Regions from separate parts of the Mus musculus genome. Here region 2 is linked to region 1. Evidence: chromatin contacts called from public HiChIP or PLAC-seq data. All regions are on one chromosome and are shown on one strand. The core of a region is the stretch at or near the end of the contact, and the rest is flanking DNA. Distances in the headings are between cores, read along the strand shown.

What was found. HiChIP or PLAC-seq counts read pairs in DNA pulled down with a chosen protein or histone mark.
Region 2: an H3K4me3 HiChIP or PLAC-seq map of bone marrow-derived macrophages shows a contact between it and region 1, with 5 times the contacts expected there. The contact joins two enhancer-like sites. A contact is called at or near these places in 2 of 115 datasets of contacts at active chromatin or transcription factors (bone marrow-derived macrophages and large pre-B cells).

The regions. Positions count from the first base shown.
Region 1 is chr3:136,228,369-136,233,286 of GRCm38.p6, forward strand. All of the region lies in intron 6 of Bank1 (B cell scaffold protein with ankyrin repeats 1), which reads right to left. Among named protein-coding and RNA genes, the nearest start is that of Bank1, 95 kb to the right of the region's middle. Within about 2 kb of position 2,198, at least 9 of the 459 cell types and tissues checked have an H3K27ac peak or open chromatin away from gene starts, as enhancers often do. A contact at or near this core is called in bone marrow-derived macrophages, where this site is marked.
Region 2 is chr3:136,722,677-136,727,594 of GRCm38.p6, forward strand. All of the region lies in intron 1 of Ppp3ca (protein phosphatase 3, catalytic subunit, alpha isoform), which reads left to right. Among named protein-coding and RNA genes, the nearest start is that of Ppp3ca, 55 kb to the left of the region's middle. Within about 2 kb of position 2,690, at least 151 of the 459 cell types and tissues checked have an H3K27ac peak or open chromatin away from gene starts, as enhancers often do. A contact at or near this core is called in bone marrow-derived macrophages, where this site is marked.

The DNA.
Region 1 (4,918 bases), core at 948-3,447:
AAGATGCACCTAATCCTCTAGAGACTGGAGAACCCAGGGAGTTTCGAGGTCTGGTTGAGTAATGGGTGGGGGATGGAGACATCCTCATGGAGACAGAGGTGGGAGGTGGGGAGGAGGTATGGGATGTGGAACAGTTGGAGGATGGACAGGGTGGGTGAGGTGAATAAAATATGTAGTGTAAATAAATAAAATAAATGACAAAAACAAAAAAGAACCCCCCACAATTTTGTTATATAAACATGTGTTTACCAGGTATAGGATATGTGGATACTTCATATTGTTCACAGTGGCAGACTATTTGCCTCCTGGGTGCGCTGTCAGGTGTACGGTTCTGCCAGATGAAGGTAGTTTAATTCTAGGGACTCAAGAGGGGTATAAAAAAACCCAGAGCTCCAAGAGAGGAGGTGTGGTTGTTCCTCCTACTGGTTCCTGTTCCTACTAGTTTGTCAAGTGGTTGAGAGAAAAGCGACAAGAAGTTGGAGATGTCCTGAAGAGACCAAGATTAGATTTGCCTGAAGGAACTCAATGACCCAAATCAACAAGAAGTAGTCTAAAAGGAAATTAAAATTCCCTTTCCCCACTAACCTTCTTTCTCTCCTCCCTGGAGTGTTGGAAGGGACTAGGGTGCAATAAGGGTTGGAAGAACAGTAGGTGTACAAGGACCCAATAAAGTAGTAATATACCTACAGAGAAGCCTGACCCTCAGAGCAGCAAATGTCAGTGTGTTGATATGATCTTCTGCATCCTGAAGAACAAGATTCAAGAGGCATCGACTATGATGGAAACAAGATAAATGTTCAAATGGATCGTTTCCCTGTTGAAACGATAAATTTGCCTCTTCCTGCTGATGGAGTTTTCAGAAGTTCTTAAGGCAAGAGTGAACTTCTGTGGATTTTTCTAGTCCCAGCTTTTAGGCTCTTTATGACACTAATAGGACTGCACAGAGGCTTTTCAGCATTACTGTATTGTCTCTGGCCACATGTGGCAAGATTATCATTAGCTCAAACCTTATGCCAGCCACTCTCAGTTCATCAAACGCTAGGCAGGAAAATGACATGTGCACTGAAGTGATGGAGAGATGCACACTGGAGCAAGGACTCTGTTGATGACAGCCACAGGATACAGCTTGTCCCTGTAATCCAGAGGCCAGTAGGTTGTACTACAGACAGCAGAATCACAGAACTTACACTCCAAAAGCCCACCTGGAAATGTTTGCAACAAGGTAAAGTGTCCGAATATGATGAAGAAGAACACTACATTTTCAGCTTTCTTCTCAAAGGGATTAGAGATCAGATTTCAGATATATTTAAGCATATCTGAACAAAATTTAAACTATGTTCTTTGAAAAATTGTAGTTATAATAAAAATATGTACACACACAGCCTCCTCCAAAAAAAATAAAAATAATAATAAAAAAGAGCTAGGCTTCTTGTAAGTGACTTGATATCTGGCTCCTAACATCACTTCTGTATTGTGGGGATTAAATGGTAGCACAGGAACCTGTGAGGAATTAAGTTAACACATGTAAGGCATTTCATCTCCTGTTTGGTGCAGTTAAACATAAGTCACAGGAGCTGGCTGTGAATAGGAATAGCATTTGTTCTTGCAGTTTTGTTTTCTCTTCCCTTCTTGTTCCCTTCTCTTCCTAGAGGGAGAGAAAAGGTTGTTACTTACTGGGCTTAAATGAGCCAGCTTGCATTTCTTGGTGGGTGTATCAGTCTGGGAAAAATAATGTAGTTTCTTTTCCCCCCTAAACTAACTGCCTCTTTGACAATCAGCTAAATTATAGATCTTCCTGTTCATGACACAGAATACCCTGTATTACATAGACTGTAGCAGTACTATGAAGAACATAAGGGGATGAAGGAATTGTGAATAGCTGCAAGTGGTTCAGAAGTCCAAGTGGCTGAGAGCTACTGAACAATTGCAGCAATTGCGCTGGCCCAGCCTTCCCATCACCCAGCTGCATCCAGACTTTTTGGTGATGGACAAACCATGTGTATTCACATATAAACCAGAAACCAAGTAGCAGATCCTGAAAGTGATCCTGACTCCCAGTGATGCTCTTTGGAAGTCTTGGCTTTAGTATCTTACAAAGCTGCTCAGTGTAATTTTTTTACATCAGTTTCCCATTGCACAGTGATCTATCCACATACTAGCAAGTCCCAGATAAATCCAGGACTCTCCCAAGCTTGTTTGAAATGTTTCTTGTTCTCCTCCGAGTGAGAACTGTTTCCTTTTGGAACATCCCCCCCCCTCCCCAGGAGAAAAAATCATTTATAAGTCAATAGAAGAGCATTACAAAGAGAAGGTTGACACAGATTTAACCTCTTCTGTACATCTACCTTATTGTTACCCATCCACAGCTTTGTCTACTGAGGGTAAAGCATAAAACTGAATGCCAAATGAGGAAGTATGCTGTCTCATGATGATGAAATAACTAAGATTGGCTTGAAATAAAAAGCAAGAGTTACATTAGTGATGACTCTTTATTATTTTGCTATGCAGTCTTCTTTTAAAGGGGAATTTTAGGAAATTCTAGGTTCAGTTTCCTGACTTGTCTTTCATGAATAAAATGCTGAGTCATCATTAATATACCGCTTGCTTTTTAATAAACACAGATGTCTATGGGTCATCCTATGATTTATAGGTATGTTTGTGTTGAACACATTTTCAGTCTCTCATGCGTACATTCTCCTCACAATGCTGTGGCCTTCTCTTTATCTTAGCTAAAATATAAAGAAACAAACAATATATCTTTAATAATGAAATATTTCACCGATGAGTTGGAGACCTGTTCTGGGAAACACACTCAGGGTTATACTTGCTTTGATGTTTGCCTAACATTCAAATATGTTTAGTGTCTTACTCAAAAGAAGTGTTTTCCCCTTAATATTCTTAAGATTAATACTATAAAAAGAAGGGCATCTCAAACCTTTTCATCAATTCACCATGAACATGATGAGAGACAGGTGTGGGGGTCTTTAAGAGGAGGTATTTTGAAAATAGCATGGAAATATTTCAGTGTCAGGAAGATAAGTTGTTTTGTTGCTAAACAACATGTCCCAAAAAACATTTAGGAGGAAGGGGTTTAGTTTAACTTACAGTTTAGTTTACGATCAAGGGGAACCAAGGTAGGAACTCAAGGCAGGAACTGAAGCAGAGATCACGGAGAACTATGACTTGCAGGCTTGCTTCTCTGGATTCACAGCCTGGCTTTTTATGCACTCTAGGACCACCTGCCCAGGTGGCACCACTCATATGGATCATGAATCAAGCCCCATTGATTTGTCTACAGGCTAATCTGATGGAGGCAATTTCTTAACTGAGGTTCCTTCTTCCCAGGTGACTATTTTCTGTCAAGTTGAGCAACACTCAGTGGCACCTGGACTGAATCACATTCACATCTATCTTGTTATTTTATTGTGTTTATTGTATTACATTCATTTGTATTTCATACAGGAATCACTGTGTCATAAGTTTTATAGCATCCAATTTCCTAAGTATACTCAGCAATAAATCTGGATGAATTATGTTATCAATTGTCTTCTTTCTTTCAGTCTTTTGAAAAAAAAAACCTTACTTTATAAAATGTTTCATTTTAACTAAATGTTTTAATTAGATAATTTTCATCAAATTCTAATAATGGATTCCAACTTGCATTAGCCACCATTTTTATAACTTTTTCAAAGACAGACTAATAGATTTTCTTTGTCAAGAGAGACTGTGAGGATAGATTGGTTTTCTGGTATGTTTTTAAATACCTTAAGGCAGGTAAATGTGCCTGTACTTGGGATAACCTGGGAGTATAACCACTGATGATGCCCAGTGTCCTCACTAATTTGTGTTGAGCATGGTTTAGGCCTGTTGCATAACAAAAGTTCTGCAGGCAATTAAAGTACTCAGCCCTTGATACTTAAGCGAGGCCTGAGGGCTATTAGCACCATCTTTATCTATGTTTATTAGAAAGATATTTAAGACAATCTTATTGTGTCAGAGCCACACATTTAAAAGTTGTGATTCAACCCATTAAATATTCTCCATCAAAGAACATATAGGACCAATACTATTGTACCCTTTCTCACTAATCAAGTTGCCTTTATTTATGAATGAAATACCCTGACTGCCAGAAGGAGAAAAGATTTAGGTTGACCTTGGTTTAAAGAGACAGGGAAGGGCTGGGATTCTCCACTCCCACTGAAGCCGATGTGGCACTTACCCTAAAACCTCCCCATCAGCCTGATCTGCAAAGCCTCAGCTGCCTTTCAACATCAGCAATTTGGGAACTAAGGCTGTAACCCGGGATGCCTGAAGAACATTTCAGATTCAAACTGGAACACACATGAACTCAAAAATTCTCATTCTTTTAATTTTATTTAGAATTCTCCTATGAAATGAAAGACCTAAGGCATTCTTCCCCATCTCCATGACCCAACTTCATAAATCTAAACAAAGATAACACTGAAAGAGTTTATTCCAGTTCCATCTTCACATTTGTGCACACACTTTCACTCATCTAGAATTCTGCTTTCCTTTCTCTCTCATCATTGCGACTCATCATTTGTTGCCTAAAGTCCTATCTCTGAAGCAGACAATGAAAATTAATGTACATATTTCCCTTCTAATGCCATAGGCCAAAAAGTATGCTGCATTGTTTAGATAATACCTGCATATTAGCTTGTTTTATTATAAGTATCTTGAATAGAAAAGATCATGCTATATTCCTTTTCTGTCCTAATTTGGTACCTTATTTTGTATGAGAATTACATAATTAATCCTTTTCACTACTCTTATATTTTAAAAAAAACTGTATGTCTCTGGTGTTTCCCTGTAATATATCCTATGATTATTCCACCATTCACACCTTTATCTGCTTCACAATCAGCTGGGCTTTGGGATTCTTCTTGGTGCAGCCTTG
Region 2 (4,918 bases), core at 1,440-3,939, 490 kb after region 1:
GCCTTGTGGTGACTCAGCCCTCATTGACTGATCTTATGAGTCAGAGCTACAGAAGCTGGCCTGGTGAGTTCAGCACCTCTGCATGCTCAGGTCTGACCATCTTGGAGAGGTATATCCCCCAAGACTGGTAGGAAAGACTGGCACCTAGGTCTTCTTGCTACAGTGAAACAGTATTAGTGAAACTTTGTTTCTGCAGCTTTAGGAAACTAGTTTGAGTGGCGTGGTCCAATGAGGGAAAACCTTGCTTGTTTAGAAGTATGAAGAATAACTGCACAAGAAGCGGTAGAATGTGAGCTTAGAATTGTTGTACTCTGTCCATCAACTAGTCGTATTGGAAACAAATCTGTAAGGGCCAGGGGCAGCTGAATGGTTGACCTTTAGTGGAAGGGGCTTTGGGTCAATCATTACCTCCTCAGCCTTGACACATTTGACTTTATGTAAGGAAGTAAAATATGAGACTGTCTTCAAGAGAATCCTTTATGTCAGGTGAGCATTGTATGGCTCTTGAATTCTGTGTTTAGACAGAAGGGGCCTGGTGGATGATCGCACAATGTGTTTGAGACATGGAGTGAGGGTAGGCAGTGTCAGGGTGCTCGTCTGCTTGTACTGTTGGAGGTTTGTGTACGTGGCTCCTTTTCTTTAGTATCTTGGTTTCTGTGATTAAGAATAACTTGTTGCTTTATGAAGCTGCTGAAATATCAAGTCTTAGTATGTTAGAGTCTATTGGTGATTAGGATGACCTTCAACTCCACATATTTTAAGTGATGATTGGTTAATGTTTGTTTAAAAGCCACTGGTGGGGGCAACAACAAGAAGAGCAAGAACAAGAACAGCAGCAGCAGCAACAATATCCCGTACCTTTATACCCTACTTAACTTGAAAACCCAACCAACCAATCCCGGCTCTCCAGATCCCAATCTGTGTTCATGACTAATCATGTAAAAAGGTGTGAGCATAAAAGTTCTAGTGGGGAGGGAAGACAATAAAAATGTATTTGCCAGCTCCCTACTTGACAAGTGCAGAGTGTTTCTGTGCCTTTTAGATATGGGAGTTATGACATTGGAAACAATGGTAACCATAGCAAATGTACCTTAGAAAATCAATGGGAAAAGAAAGGGGGGAATGGGGTAGGAAGGAGTCTGTGTAGGAATGCATTGTTTCTTCTGCAACTGGGATTTGCAGTTAGTGTGTTTATTATATTTTAGTTGGTATCTTATTTATTTTGCAGTAAATAACTGATTAGGTCAAATTAAATTGATACTGAGAAACAAGCTGCTTACAAGCTTCTAGTTCTTAATATCTTCATGTTCTAAAAAAGAGTAGGAGGTTGAGCTAAGATATTTGATAGGGTCTTTTCAGTCTTTTAAAATCCATGATGTTGGGACCCAAGGAAGAGTCCAGAAGTGATGTCAATGTATTTTGAAGTTTTAAAGTACGACTACTTAAATCTGTCGGTGTACCCAGGAATACCATACAAGATATCCAGAAAGTTATCTTCATGTCTCCTGATTTAAGACCATTAAGGACAAAAACATAGAAGAAAAAATAGGCACCACATATTTATCCTGACAGGGTTGGCTCATGTCCATATCTGGACTGTCCTGTGTGGTGGCCAGCCATCTTCTGCAACTGTGAACACTTGAAATTTCCTTCACCCAAGAAAGAAACTGTCACTTGTTTTCAGTCAGTTTAAACATAGTTTTTAGTTTACGGAATCATAGATATAACTAAGCTGTCAGTCTTGGGTGGGATACAGAGGAGCTAGGGTAGAGCTATGAGGCTCTGAGCCTGACTCATGGTCTTCAGTGATGGGCTTTTTGGACTTGCTATGTTGATTGAAATGTTAGTAGCAGCTAGCCTCTCTTTGCCAGATCAGCTTGCAGAGAGCTAGATCTCCTGTTGTTCTTGTCTTTGACCAGGTCTAATGTCTACACTTTCCCTGCTGTCGTCTTCCACGGAAGAAGGGCATGTGAACCAGCAGTACACTCAATACTTACCTGGTGTCTTACTTAAAGCAAATATTGCCCCCCCCGAAACCGTTGATTTTTCTAGATTTGAAAATGCTCTTTTCATGTCCTCAGATTATGCTCAACTTATTTTTTTTTCTATTTCGAATTCTAGTTCATGTGGAGTGAACAAAAAACTTGAAAAAAAAAACCCACCGTTTTGAAATTGGGGTCCTCTAAACCTTTAGTTTTGAATAAATCACTAATGCTAAAAGTTTGTGACAAATCTGGGTGATTCAGTTACCTTTGGCCACCATACACTCAAAACCTGCTCCAAGAAGACAGCGGCTTCTGTCTATCCTTGGCACTATTACAGTTCCACTATGGTGGGGCTTTGTCTTTTGTGGAGCTTCTTTAATAAACACCAAGAGAAAGACTTCGTGAGTATTAGTTCTGTGATGGTTTTACACTCCAGTTCACTTGCAGACACTGAGAGCTGGAAAGAGCCCAATTAAGTTTCTCCCCTCAGCTTCCCTTTCTCTTTGGTGATGGTACTGGTAGGGAAGACTGTCCTAGCTCTTTAAATGAAAAAATTTTCCCCTGCACCTTTTATTTCCACAGCTGCCTCTGAGGGAATTGCTCCTCACAGCCTCTGCTTGGAGGAGCTCCTCGTCCTCTGAGCTTCCCTTGGCTTTTCCCTCTTCAGCTTGGCTTCTGTTCACCAGGCTTCTTTCTGCTTCCTGACCTCACGGAGCTAGCCCTTTTTATAGTAAACCGCTTGCGGTGATGTCACCCGCTCAGCTGGTTTCAATCAGCCTGCTCGGTGGAAGCTGGTAAATGACTCTGCAAGTTATCTTTTGCCTGGCCAGGCTCCTGCTGACCCCAAATAACGTGCAATTGACAACATTAACCATTTAGCAGTCCTTGCATCTCTTCACTCATAGGAGTGCTGATTGGAAATGAAGGTGCCCTTAGTTAGGTACATCAGCTTCCTGCCTTTCTTTCTCTTTCCTGCTGCCTCATTTCCACAGTGGCCACTTCTGCTTTCAAAACCGCACATCCCAGATCCCTAGCTAAGCTATCTGAAGCTCATTTCCCTCTTAGAACTTCTTCCTGGTTTGTTCCCCCCACCCCCACTTTGTTCCCCCTTTGTCTGTTTGCAGAATGGAATTTAATTATGGGTTTTCCTTGTTGTTAAAAGTTGTTGTGTCTCTTGACTTTTAATCTTCCTTACTTGAATTCTGGGTCTTATCTATTAATCTTGGGTTCTACTGGGTTAGTGTTTTGATGTTAAAATGTGAAACCTGTCTGAGAGAGAAATGGTTGGTTTCTGTTTCTCTTCCAGGAATGCTCTTCTCTCAAGTCTGTAGTTCTGACAGAGACTAGTGTGAAGTAAGATCTGTTGATTACATAGTTTATATGGTTATATTTTTAGAACATATTTTAGATTGGAAAATAGGCTTCATTGGGAAACCTTAGTTTTCATAAGTTGACTATTTGTGGATACTTCCCAGTATAGAGTACAGTATATATGAAAATTGTGTGCTATAGGATCCATGTTAGATGATCCATCAAAACTCCAAAAGTTTGGACAGAGTAAGTTTTTCACGGGTGCTGTTTAAGGGGATGGTAGGGCTTTGTCAATGGCAATGATGGGTAGAAGGATAGGGTGCTTGTGGCAAGGATGTCTGTCTAATTCATCCTCAAAGCACGGATGCTTTGGAGAAGCAACAGTGACAGGGCTGAAGTGGCGCTGCCTATGTGCATCCACCTGCAACATTGCTAACACCCATTACAATGATGGGTAGGCACCATTCATTTCCAAGTTTTATTTTTCTTGCTTGCTGACTGATTTATTGCCAATGACTGGACTCAGTCGGTCCTTCAACTCATGGGGAACCAGGATTTCGGTAGTCAGGGGGACAAGGAGTTGGCAGGATGACAGACACGTACACCAGAGAGAGTGCTGTGTCTGAATTTCTCAAAGCGAGCATCAGATTTATATTATAGAAGAAAACAAAGAAGTGAGGTGACATATCAGCCAAGGTACATTGAAGTTTTCTGACACAAAACAAAAAATGCATACATAAAGACTGACAGGAACCAGGCGATGTTTACAATTGAGATAAGAGTAGCTCTGTCTAAAGTCAGCTATTGACAGGAGCCAGAAGAGGATTTCACACCTTAGTCACAATTTACGCTATTCCTCTGAGCCTTGTGAAAGCTTGCACCAGAGGCTTCTGCTCTAGCAGACCTTTTCATGAATAATGCAATACTGTAGTTCCTCCTTAAACCACAACCCTCCTTCTTCCTAGGCCATTGTAAATTCTTGCATATGGAAGTAACTTGGCTGCTCTTTTAAGTGTCTATAGGGAATCTCCATTTGTCAGAAGAACTCACCAACTTTCTTCTAATATGTAATGTAGTCTGTCATACCTGACTGTAATGAGGATTGTAAGTTTACTTTGCTAAGCTTGCCCAGAGATTTCTAGCTCCTATCTAATAAAATACTGCAAGAAAGCATGCAAGACCCTCTACACTATTGCAGGGATAAATTTGGAGCATTCGTGCTACAGGGGTGCCAAGGTTCCAGGAGACTAAGTTTCCGTGAAACTTTTTGCCTCAGGACTGTGTTCAAGCTTTTGGGCCTGCCAAGCAGTCTTCACTGGAGTGGGTGTGGCGATTTATATTTTTATTTATTTACTTTTTTTTTTTTTGGTGTGTAATGGTTGATATTGGGAACTTAAGTGAATGATATTCCTCCTGAATTATACTCATATATGCCTGTATGTGAGACTCTCAGGAAGCAGAAGCTCTGCTCCTTTGTCTTTGAGTGGGTAATGTGCTAAGCCACAGAAGGTGGGCGGGTGTTGGAGAGAGAGCCCTGTAGGGTGTTAGGTCTCTCTGGGTAGTTGGTGACCCACACTCTGAGGAGTAGAAGGAGCACAGTGTAGAATAAAGTGCTAATATCA